Regions from separate parts of the Ovis aries genome. Here region 2 is linked to region 1. The links are chromatin contacts, called in public Hi-C maps. All regions are on one chromosome and are shown on one strand. The core of a region is the stretch at or near the end of the contact, and the rest is flanking DNA. Distances in the headings are between cores, read along the strand shown.

Region 1 (5,934 bases), core at 1,618-4,117:
CCAAAAATAATGGAGACGGCTGCCTTTTAGGAACAAGATAGCTATAAACAAAGAATATTTCAAGTTAATGATGTGGTCAAAACTAATGAAGGTTAAAAGGCACACATTTCCAGTTATAAAATAAATAAATCCTGGAGGTATAATGTTCAGCACAGTGACTATAATACTGCATTATATATTTGAAAGATTGTTAAGAGAGTAAGCCTCTAAAGTTCTCATCCCAGGAAAAAAATACTGTAACTGTATGGATGTTAACTAGACATTGTTGTGACCATTTTGCAGCATTACATACATTGAATCATTTTATCATAACTTGAAACTAATGCTATATGTCAATTACATCTTAACTTTTAAAAAAATTACAAATGAATGAGGTTTTTAGGAAATTAAATAAATGTAAGTCACTTTTCAATTTTGAGAATGTCTACATGCTGATGTGAAGGTCCCTGGGTCTGGGAACACAGGAATCTGGTAAACCCCTCTGGATTTCCCCCGCTGCAGCTAAAACGAAGTCAGAGAAGAGCGGCGCCAGGGCGGCCGCCGCCGCTACTCCCACTTCCCACAGTCAATTTCCCCATCTCTACCTGCACAGAGTATTGCACTTGAGGGCTCCAGTCCCAAAATTGTTTCCCACGTAGGAAAGTCTGTCTGTTTCAGCTGCCTAAAATGTAGAGGAGGGAAGGGGTCCATTACAACCAATGTTGAAAGACAGTAAACATCTTGACGCCCTTTCCCAAGTTTGCAGAAGCTTTAGAATCCAAACTGCAGTGGATGAGACAAGAGAACCTCTTTGAGATGATCCAGCTCCACTATCTCTAAGTGAGTCTGGGGTGTCCCTGGTGGAAAGGCAAGAGGACTTCTGAAAAGTTCCAGGTAGTGCTGGCTTCTAGCTAGTCTGAAAGTTCTTGGTGGAGCTGCACCTCAGGACTCGGAGACGGGCCCTAGGCTTCCATAGCTTAGAGGCATGCAACAAAATGATTCTGCAGGCAACATAAAGCCCGCTTTCTTGAACCTCTCTGCCCACCTCTATCATGACTGCTCCTTACTTGCTCTCAGGATCACTGCTATTGCTGTTTAGTCACTAAGTTGTGTCCAACTCTTTTGCAACCCCATGGACTATAGCCCACTAGGCTCATCTGTCCATGGAATTTTCTAGGCAAGAATATTGGATTGGGTTGCCATTTCCTTCTCCAGGAGATCTTCCTGACCCAGGGATCGAACCCACGTCTCCTGCATTGGCAGGTGGATTCTTTACCACTGAGCCAGTCACCAAGGAAGCCCCTCAGCGCCATGGAGGTGGTGAATTCATTCCTTAATCAGAGCCAAGCTTCCCTGCCCTCTCCCCATGTTTGTCCTCTTCACCTGCAATACTAACTTCAGCTGTTAAACCCTCCTCCATCCTTCAGGGTTCAGCTCCCATACACCCTCCCCCAGGAAGACATTCTGGCAAGCAGAGCCTTCACTGACTCAGCTCACTCTGCCCTGCTCTGTACTCTCTCTCCCTGGAACCCCGAGCTTTGTTTACTTATGTATGAGTTCCTCACATTCAGTTCTCACCTCTCTAGAGCAGGGAATGCAGATATCTGGGAATGTCTGACATTCTGTTGGCCACAACTAGGAAGTGCTACTAGTGGGCAGAAGCCAGGGAAGCTACTAAATATCCAATGATGCACAAGACAGCCCCCACAACAAAGAATGACATATCTGGGTCAGAATGTCAATAGTGCCGAGGTTGAAAAACACTGCTCTATAGTATCAGCTTCCTCAGAGTGAGTCCAGGTCTGACTTAGCTATTTCTCCAGCAGCTTACAGTCCAGGGCCACACTGGGGACTCAATAAATGCTTGTTGATTGAACAAATTAATAAAAAGCCATCACTTCACCACCAGTGTGAAACTGAATGGGGCCTGTCTCCACACCCCAGCCTGCTGGGGCACAATATTCTTCAAAGGTTCACCTGCTATTCCCCCTCTTTTCTCCTATCCTTCCTACATCAACCCACACCCAAAGGGCCTCCTGAGGTCTGCAGAGTGGAGGTGACTGGCCACAGCGGCACTTACCAGGATCCGCTGACTCCTCTTCCTGGGGTTTGTGGAGTCGTTGTTTTTGTACAAGGTAAAGCGCATGTTGCCTGGATTCTGTAGCCTCCCATTGGAGAACTGGACTGTAAGATTACAGTATAAGAATGAAATGAGAGCAGAAATATCCAGAGTATGGTGGGGAGGAAATTAATCGTCAATGGGGAGGGAGTGACCGACTCGGAGAATGGGGATGGCAAGGAAGCCCGGGTCCTAACCCAAAGCTGTCCTGGTCCAAGTGGTCCTGGGGTGGTGACGGGTTGGAGCCATGAGGGGATCCCTGGGGACGGGCCTCCACGGGAAGGAATAACTAGGGGAGTGGGGCTGACTAAGGAGACCTCGGCCAAACCTAGAAAGGCTGAGGGAATCCCTGGCCAATGGGGAGAAGGAAATGGAGCAGGTGTGAGACCTGGTGGGTGAGGGGATGACGGGGTCCTGGATACATACAGCCCCAGCCCTGGGGAGGACGTAACTGGGATGCCCTCATCCACCTGGGAGGTAGTAACAGAGAGACAAGATGACAGGAGAGCCCTGGCCGAGCCCCAAGGAGTCATGGAGCCTATCAGGGCCCTGACCCAGCCGGGAATGCGGCTGGACGGACGTGAGAAGTGGAGGGCTGTAGCGGTACCGGAACGGAAGGGGAGGAAGTTACAGGAAAACCTGCTCCAGCTTCGCAGTATTTACCCAGTAGAGCGCTCTGGCTGTCGTCGGGCTCCCTACAGTACTGCCACCTCGCGCTCGGAAACACCTCCTCCGCCATCTCACCTCGCCAGCCGCCAATCACCGGAGTTAAAACAGCGGCAGCCACACGCGGAGGAAGTGCCGCGGACCGGAAGAGGCGTGGTCTCTCCGGGCACCGCCCCGCGCATGCAAAGACGGTGGCTCCGCCCCACAGGACATCGCCCCCTAAGCGCCCTTTTCCGAAGCGCTTAGGCGCGCCTGCCCCGCCCACCCTCGCCCCACCTCTCCAAGAGGCGTGGCCTCCGTCCTCACCTTGCCCTGCCAGCTTCTCCAAGGTGCAGTACCTGATTGGCCCAGCACTCAGAAAGCGCATTACACCTTGTGTGCTGCTAGGGTGCTCGCGTCTACAAGCCTTGCGTTGTGTGGGATTTCTTCCTCTGCACAATCTAAGTGGGGTATTGTCTATCTCTGCTAAGTCGCTTCAGTTGTGTCCGACTCTATGCGACCCCATAGACGGCAGCCCACCAGGCTCCCCCGTCCCTGGGATTCTCCAGGCAAGAACACTGGAGTGGGTTGCCATTCCCTTCTCCAATGCGTGAAAGTGAAAAAGTGAAAGTGAAGTCGTTCACTTGTGTCCGACTCTTAGCGACCCCATGGACTGCAGCCCACCAGGCTTCTCCGTCCGTGGCATTTTCCAGGCAAGAGTACTGGAGGGGGGTGCCATTGCCGTCTCCATGTCTATCTCTGCTGCTGCTGCTGCTGCTAAGTCGCTTCAGTCGTGTACGACTCTGTGCGACCCCAGAGACGGCAGCCCACCAGGCTCCCCCGTCCCTGGGATTCTCCAGGCAAGAACACTGGAGTGGGTTGCCATTTCCTTCTCCAGTGTCTATCTCTACTACTGTGTAAATATGTCTTATTAATACTAAGATCTGAAAGCCCGAGTTCAAATTTAGAATTCACTAATAGGCAATCCTTCAGCTCCAGCTAAAATGTGGTGACTGGCAGAGAGCAGCATTTCTCCAAGTCCTCCATCCACACACCTGGACATCAGTCCTTAAACCCCTAAGCTTGGTCCACAAGCCTGTAAACAGCTATGATCAGTTCTTGGGCCTAGGCGTGCATACACCTGTGGCTCAATCAACCCTGTGAAGATGGACCAAGGGAGAAGCCCAGAAGGCTCAAGGATTCTGGGGTGGACTGGAAGGAAGAACCCAATCTTATGGGCATGTCCCTTTGTTCTTATGGATTCAACTTTCCCTCCATCCTTTATCGGGAGTTATTAGAATAAAATGAGAGTCAAAGCATGGCCTACGGAGCTTTGAGCATGACCCGGGCCAAGGCCCCTTTTGCCCAAAGGGAAATACTATTGAAAGGAAAGAACCAGATTATCTATTTTCCAAATTGCCTTCTTCCTAGACTCATCCTCTTTCCCCCCGACGCATACCTCCAAGATGATCCAAATCACCTTTAACACCCTAGCTTCCCTTTGCCTGAGCACATGTCACTCTTCTAATTACCCAATCACACTTTCCGAAGCACTGCAGGCATAGTGCAAAGAATCTTGTTTTTGCCCTGATCTTTTCAGACCAAGTTATCAACCTGATGTCCATCACCCTGAAGACCATGTAATATTTCCTACAGACCACAATGATCCCTAAGTAGCTACAACTGTTTAGTTGCTAAGTTGCATCTGACTCTTTTGCAACCCCTGGGGTCAGTAGCCCAACAGCCTCCTCTGTTCACAGGATTTCCCAGGCAAGAATAGTGGAGTGAGTTGCCATTTTCTTTTCCAGGGGATCTTCTCAGCCCAGGAATCAAACCCACATCACCTGCATTGGCAGGCAGTTTCTTTACCTCTGAGCCACCAGAAATAACTACAACCCAGATGTCAAAATCAGGAAACTAACATTGCTGCATTACTACCATATAATCATCATGCCCCATTTAAGTTCATTTACTGTCCCAGTAATGTTTTATAGCAAAAGTTCTTACCCAGGACCACATGTTGCATTTAGCTATCATAGCTCTGTAGTATCCTTCAGCCCAGAACATTCTTCACTCTTATTTTGACTTTGAATTTTAAATTTAAAAAGCCAGTTATAGGGCACTTATTTTGTAGAATGTCTCTCAATCTGGGTTTGTCTAATGTTTCCAACTTATGAATCTCAGTTCATGCATCTTTGGCAGGAATATTACAGATATGATGCTATTCTCATTATATCATGTGAGCTGGTACACAATTTCAATTTGTTCCATTACTGCTGATAGTAACTTTGATCACTTAACTGAAGTGGTTATCAACCAGGCTTCTCCACAGTATTGTTTTCCCTTTGTAATTAATAGGTATTTTGTGGGCAGGTACATATAGACTAAGTAAATATCCTGTTCATCACACTTCCTATTTATTTATTTACATCAATCAGTGTGGACTTGTGGATTCCTATTTTATTCAACAGATTAGAATCTGCTACTATCATCATTTAGTTTTTCTTTCAAATATTCCCAGATTTGAAAATAAACAGATTTGTTTGTTTTGTTCACTGCTGAATCTTTAGCTCCTGGAGCAGTGCCTGGAACATAGTAGACCCTCAATAAAGGTTGAATGAAATGAGTGACAAGCCAAGGAATAAGTTTGAATCATCACAAATCCTAGGAGCCTAGCATAGGGACTGGAGCTTAAAAACAGTAAAGTTGCTTAAATTTAACTGGCATTCAGTTTACAAATAGCAGATTCTCTGTAAATGTGGGAGGGTTAAATAAAACAGGAAGAGTTAAATCATGGTTAACAAGTGACAAAGAAGACTGTAGTAGATACAAGGAATCAATTATAGTTCTTGAGAGAAGTGTCTTGCCCCTCTGCATATAGGGACTTATTATATGGTCTTGCTACTCAAAGTGTGTGATCTTTGGGCCAAGAGTATCAACATCACCCGAGAACTCGAATCTGCACTTTAACAGGATCACTAGGTAACTCATTTGCCCTTCAAGTTTGTGGAGCACTGTTGTACAAGAGTATTTTCCTTTTTTTCCCTCCACTGCAAGGCATGTGGAATTTCCCCAACCAGGGATCCAGGGATCAAACCCATGACCCTCTGCAGTGGAAGTTGGGAGTCTTAACCATTGGACCACCAGGAAAGTCCAAGACTTTCCCTGTTAAGGTACATCTTTACCAGTCA
Region 2 (5,934 bases), core at 2,369-4,868, 63 kb after region 1:
GTACAGTACTTACAAACAGCAGGTATATTGGGCTGCACACCTCAGGCCTACAAGCCTTGTAGTTGTCTAGCTTCGAAACTGAAGAAAGAGCCTGGAGACAGAGACATCAGTGGTTTATTTGACAGGGATCATATACAAAGGGTCCTGGAGCCACACCTTGCCAAACAGACGCTGGCAGGACATTGCAGCAGTCTTTCCTACCTGAGGGAGAAGGCGACCATTTGCAGGAGGGAATTGGCATCAGGTGGGCCCATCAGTCACCAGGGACTAATTAAGCCCTCTAATTATAAGAGGATTGGATAGTCTGTGAAGCAGGGACCAGATATACAGCAGCAGATATACAGAGAAAAGAGCCTAGCACCGTGAGTGGCCTAACCACACAAGGTAACACATGTCACGAGTGCTTAATAAATAGTAACACATTCAAGGAAACCCATACCCCAGCAATAGCAGCTGGTCAGAGGTGCACATGCTGAGTAAACAAGTGAGGGGCCCAGACTTCTCTCTCAGCTTTGCCGGCTTCATCTCTACCACAGGCTATTCGCATACTTGCTCCCAGGCTTGGGAGCTCCTAGAAGGCAAAAGCCCTACCTGTTGGTCTCTTCTCTGTGGATGTTAATCTGAATCCAGTCTGCCTCTTCAAGGCCCAGATAGGAAGGAGAGACTGGCCCAGAAAGAGGCCTGTGTCACTCTATGGTATCGTATTGTATCTTGATGGCATCTTATTTTAATTTTAATTTAGTTCTCTTTTGAGCCAAGTTAAGCACTTTTCATACATTTAAGAGCCATTTCCTTTTCCATAAACTATCTATGGATGTTCTTTGCCTACTCAGGTGAGCTGGGCATCTTTGCCTTAGTGATTTGTAGGTACTATTTGTACATTACGAAATTAGCCCTTTGTCTATAATGAGTTACAAATATGGTCTTTCCCCCAGGTTTTTTTTGTCTTATGATTTTGTTAATTATTTTTAATGAAGACGTTTTTATTCTTGTGGCTTCTAGGTTTTGTCACACACTGTGTATCACAGTGTATCTACTGCTGCATAATAAATTATCTAAAAACACAGTGGCTTAAAGCAACAACAATCATTCCCTTATTACCTCTGATGGTTTTGGAGGTTGGCTGGGCTCAGTAAGAGAGTCTCATTCAGGATGATTTTTCCTGAGAAGTTGGATGGTGGCTGGGCTGCAGGGAGCTGAAGGTTTCCCCACTCAAGTGCCTGGCTGTTGAGGCTGGCCATCAGCTGGGCCCTCTGTAGGACCCCCGGCCTGTGGCCTGCACATTCTCACAGCCTGGAGCCTGGGCCGTTGCAAGAGACAGAACAGGGAGCTCTCAGGCACTTAAGGCCTGAGCCTGGAAATGGCACTGCCTCACTTCTGCCATATTCTCTTGGCCACACGGTCGCTGAGCCCAGAATCAGGAGGTGACAGAGACCCCACTTCTTGATGGGAAGAGTATGGAAGAGTTGGGGGGCTATGTTTTAAAGTTGCCTTTTCACAAAAAAATCTTTTTCACATGGAGTTATATATATATATATACACACACACACATATACACGTGTGTGTGTATAATGCTTTCTAGGCTTGGTACCTTTGCGGTTTAATTTTTTACTGAAATTTTGATCCATTTATTTTTTCAGATAGCAAATTATTCAACACCTTTTATGAAATAAACCATCTTTTTCTATCATATACTAAATGTGGGTCTTTTAGGGTCTATTTCTAAATTGGATCTCCTGCTTTGTGGAACTTTCTATCTAGTTGTATGTGACTGGTCATCTGTGAGATAGTCAAGGGGTGTTGTTGCTGGAAACCACTAGGTTTGTGGTCATGTTATGCAGCCTCGTACCCAGAGGGGGGTGAGGACACCCCTGAGGGCCTAGAAGCAGAGGGTCAGGCCTGTGTGTGAGGCTCTGTGAGAACAAGGCCGGCTCACAAGATCTGCCTTGGCCGCATACTGGCCAGGTGGCATCTGGCAAAGCGCTTCTGTCTGAGCTTTGGTTTCCAAACCACAGAATGCTGCTGCTGCTAAGTCGCTTCAGTCGTGTCTGACTCTGTGCGACCCCATAGACGGCAGCCCACCAGGCTCCCCCGTCCCTGGGGTTCTCCAGGCAAGAACACTGGAGTGGGTTGCCATTTCCTTCTCCAATGCATGAAAGTGAAAAGTGAAAGTGAAGTCGCTCAGTCGTGTCTGACTCTTCACGACCCCACTGACTGCAGGCCACCAGGCTCCTCTGCCCATGGGATTTTCCAGGCAAGAGTACTGGAGTGAGGTGCCATTGCCTTCTCCAAAACCACAGAATAGGGACAGCCATTCCCTGTCATGGTGGTTGGTGTGTGCTGAACCCAGGGCCCGGGCCTCGGAGGTGCGCAGGAAATGCTGATAAATTGGACCAAAGTTCATCCTCACTCTTTGGCCAGTGGAAGAGAATGGGCCCCAGCCACGCCCATGTCCACTGTCTGCCTCCCTGTCCTCAGGGGCTTCACTCTCCATGCGCCCCCTGCAGCGCCTTCCCCTGCTCCAGCCCTGGACCCCTCCTACCCTTGGTCAGGGGATGCAGAGAGCCCAGGGGTCTTGGATCAGGTCAGCCTGGCTGAGGGGTCTACTTGGCTCTTGGGCCTCTGTTCTGGTCATCTGGTTTCTGCCCAATTTCTGAGGCTGTTCCCTATTCCTGCCTTCTGGAACCTGGAACTTTAAGGGCCTGAGCCAACCCAGTAACCCTCCTGAGCCCTGCCCAGCTGACCTGGGGGCGTGTCTCCCTCCATCCACCACTGTTCCCCCCAGCCATGGTTAGAGTCCAGCCTTGGTCCTCTAGGCCAGAGTCCCATTGTAGCACCCCAGGGCTGACCTTGTAAACTTGCCCTCCCCACACCCACTCAGGCATAGAGTGACACAGCCCAGCATGCTTCCAGAGACACCTGAATATCAAACAGCGCGGGGACAGCTACAGGCTGGGAGGCAGGGAGAGTGGCTGCTTCAGAGGCCACAGCGAAAGTCTGAAAGAGGCACCATATAGAAAAGTGCCCACCAGTACTGGGTGCGGCACAGGTGTCCCTGGGTGCTGATCAGATCTCTGATTCAGAATTAATGCCACTCAGCTATTTATTCAACAAACAACTAGTAATAATATTATTCCAACATGCTAGGAGAGCTAACATTTACTGACTGCCAGCTGTGTGGCCATGGCTGTCCTTTATCTGTATTATCTCATTTAATTTTCACAGCAACCCTCTGTGGTGGGTGCTGTTATTATTCACATTTTGCAGATGAGGAAACAGTTTCAGAAATGTTAAGAAACTTGCCCAAGCATTCACAACTAATAAGTGGATGAGATGATGTTTAAATCTGAGTATATATGACTGTGGGTTGTGCTCTTATTCCTTCTGTTCCCCAACCAGCAGCTGAGAAGAGAGAGAGAGAAATGGTGCTCCTAATTTTGAGGAAGGTTCAAGGTGCTGAAGGAGGCAGAGAAACTAACTTGGGAGAAACCAGAAAGTTTTTCTAGGAGCAGACTTTGAGCGGGGCCCTGAATTATGGGGAGGATTTGGAGAGGCAGCTGGGGACAGAGGGAGGCACTGCGGTCACTGCCCGGCTCTAGCAGGAGCAAAGGTCCTGATGTGGGAGGCATGGGCCCCAAAGGGGAGCTGCGAGCTGCTCTGGGCAGCTGGTCTGAGTAGGGAGGGGCTGAGGCAGGCTGAGCTCTGCCCTCAAGCACGAGCACAGCGGGGACCATGGATGCGGCAGAGTCGGGGAGAGCTGCTTCCTTACCCAGAGTCCAGACCTTGACCGCTGTCCTCTCTGCTGTGCCCCCTCGGTACCCACACCCTTGCAAGACCCCAAAACTCCTACTGGAGACACAGCAGGCAAGTACTTGGTGACGTGAGATAAGTCTCAACTGCTGGCCTGTCCCAAAGCCTCAGAGCACCCCACAGGGTCAGGACCCCTCACTCTGTGGGCGGGTTATGGCCAGAAAGTCTCCTTCCAGCTCCCTGTGCTGACCTATGAAGCCCTTTCCTTTCCTCAGGAGCCCAGGGTTCCCTCCCTTCTCAACAAAAGGCTCATATCAGTCATGCACACTCTACTAAAAAGAACCCAGTTTCCATGGGTACCCACATCCCATTCTGGGCTCCAAACCAGCTTCATCTGAAATAGAAGTTTCATTGAAATGTCTTTATTATATCATAAATCAGTCATGAATCTTTTCCAGTGAGGTTATCACTCCAAATCCAGAAAAGACAAAGGCAATTCAACTGCCCAAACGAGAGGCTGTGTAACAAGACCTTATGTGGAATATGGAAATACAAACTGGGCTCCTGTGAGCTCTGACAAGTTACTGCCCTGATTCTTCAAGGAGATGAACTAGAGCAGAGATCAGCAAAATTTTTCTGCAAAGGGCCCAGTTGTAAATATTTTAGACTCTGTGGGCCATACAGTTCTGTTGCATTACTCAGCTGTGGCCATCATAGCCTGAAAGCCACCACAGACAACACGTCAGCAAATGGGCATGGCTGTGTGCTAATACAACTTTACGTATGAACACTGAAATTTGAAGTACTGTACATATAATTTTCTTGTGTCATAAAATGCCTAGATTTCATTTGTTTAAGCAAGACTCATTCTTGCCTGGGCATCGTACCAAAATAGGTGGCCAGATTTGGCCCATGGCCGCAGGTCACCCCCTGACCTCTGGCTGGAGCAGAGCTTCTCACTGTAATGTGCAGATGAATTACCTGGGGATCTTGTTAAAATGCAGGTTCTGATTCAGTAGATGTAGGGTTGACCTAGGAAGCTGCATTTCCTGTGAGATTCAAGTGATGCTGCTGGTTTGAAGAGAACACTGTGAACAAGGGGATGGGGAATGCTCCAGCTCAGCCACGCGGAGACCCTAAGTGATGCTCTGATTACAGATCCTGCTGTTCCTGAAGAAATGCTCATTCAAAAGTCTGAACACAAGTGGGTCCCAGTGTTTTTTGAACAGCCTTCACCCCTATCCTGGCTTTTCTTGCTTTATTTCCTTATTTTTTTGTTTTTTCTCTCTTACCTCCTGTCACAAGAACATAAGCTCCTTGAGAGCAGGGACTTTGTTCCTCTGTTTGCCACTGTCATCCTACAGTCTTGTACATGGCAGGTGTTCAGAAATATGTGTTGAAGAAGTGAATGAATGACATCGGTGGTGCCTCGTTGGCCTCCCTTCTTGTGCATCTCCGCTCGACTTTGTCATTCCATCACCACCTAGTGGACACTTTTGTGTACTGCGGGGCAGGGGAGAACAATGCTCCACACGTGTGACTGACCCAAGCAGGAGGTACCCGAAGCCACCGCAGGCAGAGATCTGTCCCTTCCGATGCCGCTGTATCTGTGTTCTTGTCTGCTGGTACAGAGCTCCTCGGAGGAGAGCCTTCCTGGAGGAGGCAGCATTTGAACTGAACAACAAAAGCAATAAGATTGAGAATGGTGGGAATGAGGGAGGAAAGGCATTCCTGGTCGAAGGATTAGCATGAGGAGGGGCCTAGAGGCTGGAAAGTTTAGGCGTGTGCCAAGGGGAAGAGAAGTACAAGCAGCTGAGATGGGAAGTGGAAGGTGAGCCAAATAATGACACAGGAGGAAGGGAAGAGGCCCAGGGAAAGGAAATTTCCACTTGGAGTTTGATCCATGCCAGGAATTTCATATGCATGAGAGCATTTAATCTCTGCAGAGTCCAGTGAGGCAGATTTTAGTACGCCCAATTTACATACGAGGAAACTGAGGCCCAGATGGGTGAAGTGACTTGTCCAAGGTCACACAGCTGATAAAGGGCAGAACTGAATTGAGATCATCTGATCCTTTCCTCCCTGAGGGGAGTGCCTGCCCCTGATCTGTGCTTGAAGTGAGTGTGTGGTGATGGGGCATATGCAGGAAGCTAGGAGCTGGGGTTCCAGACATCCAGAGGCCTG

What was found. Hi-C and Micro-C count contacts between places; a contact is called where the count stands out from the background.
Region 2: a Hi-C map of liver shows a contact between it and region 1, with 4 times the contacts expected there. The contact joins the enhancer-like site here to the promoter of POLR1E in region 1. A contact is called at or near these places in 4 of 16 Hi-C or Micro-C datasets (hypothalamus, liver, muscle and 1 more).

Annotation. Positions count from the first base shown.
Region 1 is chr2:51,259,849-51,265,782 of ARS-UI_Ramb_v3.0, forward strand. It overlaps POLR1E (RNA polymerase I subunit E), which reads right to left and starts at 2,868. Exons shown (of 12, transcript XM_015093139.4): 1 at 2,762-2,868; 2 at 2,060-2,163; 3 at 585-661. The coding sequence starts at 2,837.
Region 2 is chr2:51,322,368-51,328,301 of ARS-UI_Ramb_v3.0, forward strand. It overlaps GRHPR (glyoxylate and hydroxypyruvate reductase), which reads right to left. Exons shown (of 8, transcript XM_060409292.1): 1 at 1-5,934. It also overlaps the pseudogene LOC105607616. Among named protein-coding and RNA genes, the nearest start is that of GRHPR, 6.7 kb to the right of the region's middle. Within about 2 kb of position 3,619, at least 2 of the 54 cell types and tissues checked have an H3K27ac peak or open chromatin away from gene starts, as enhancers often do. A contact at or near this core is called in liver, where this site is marked.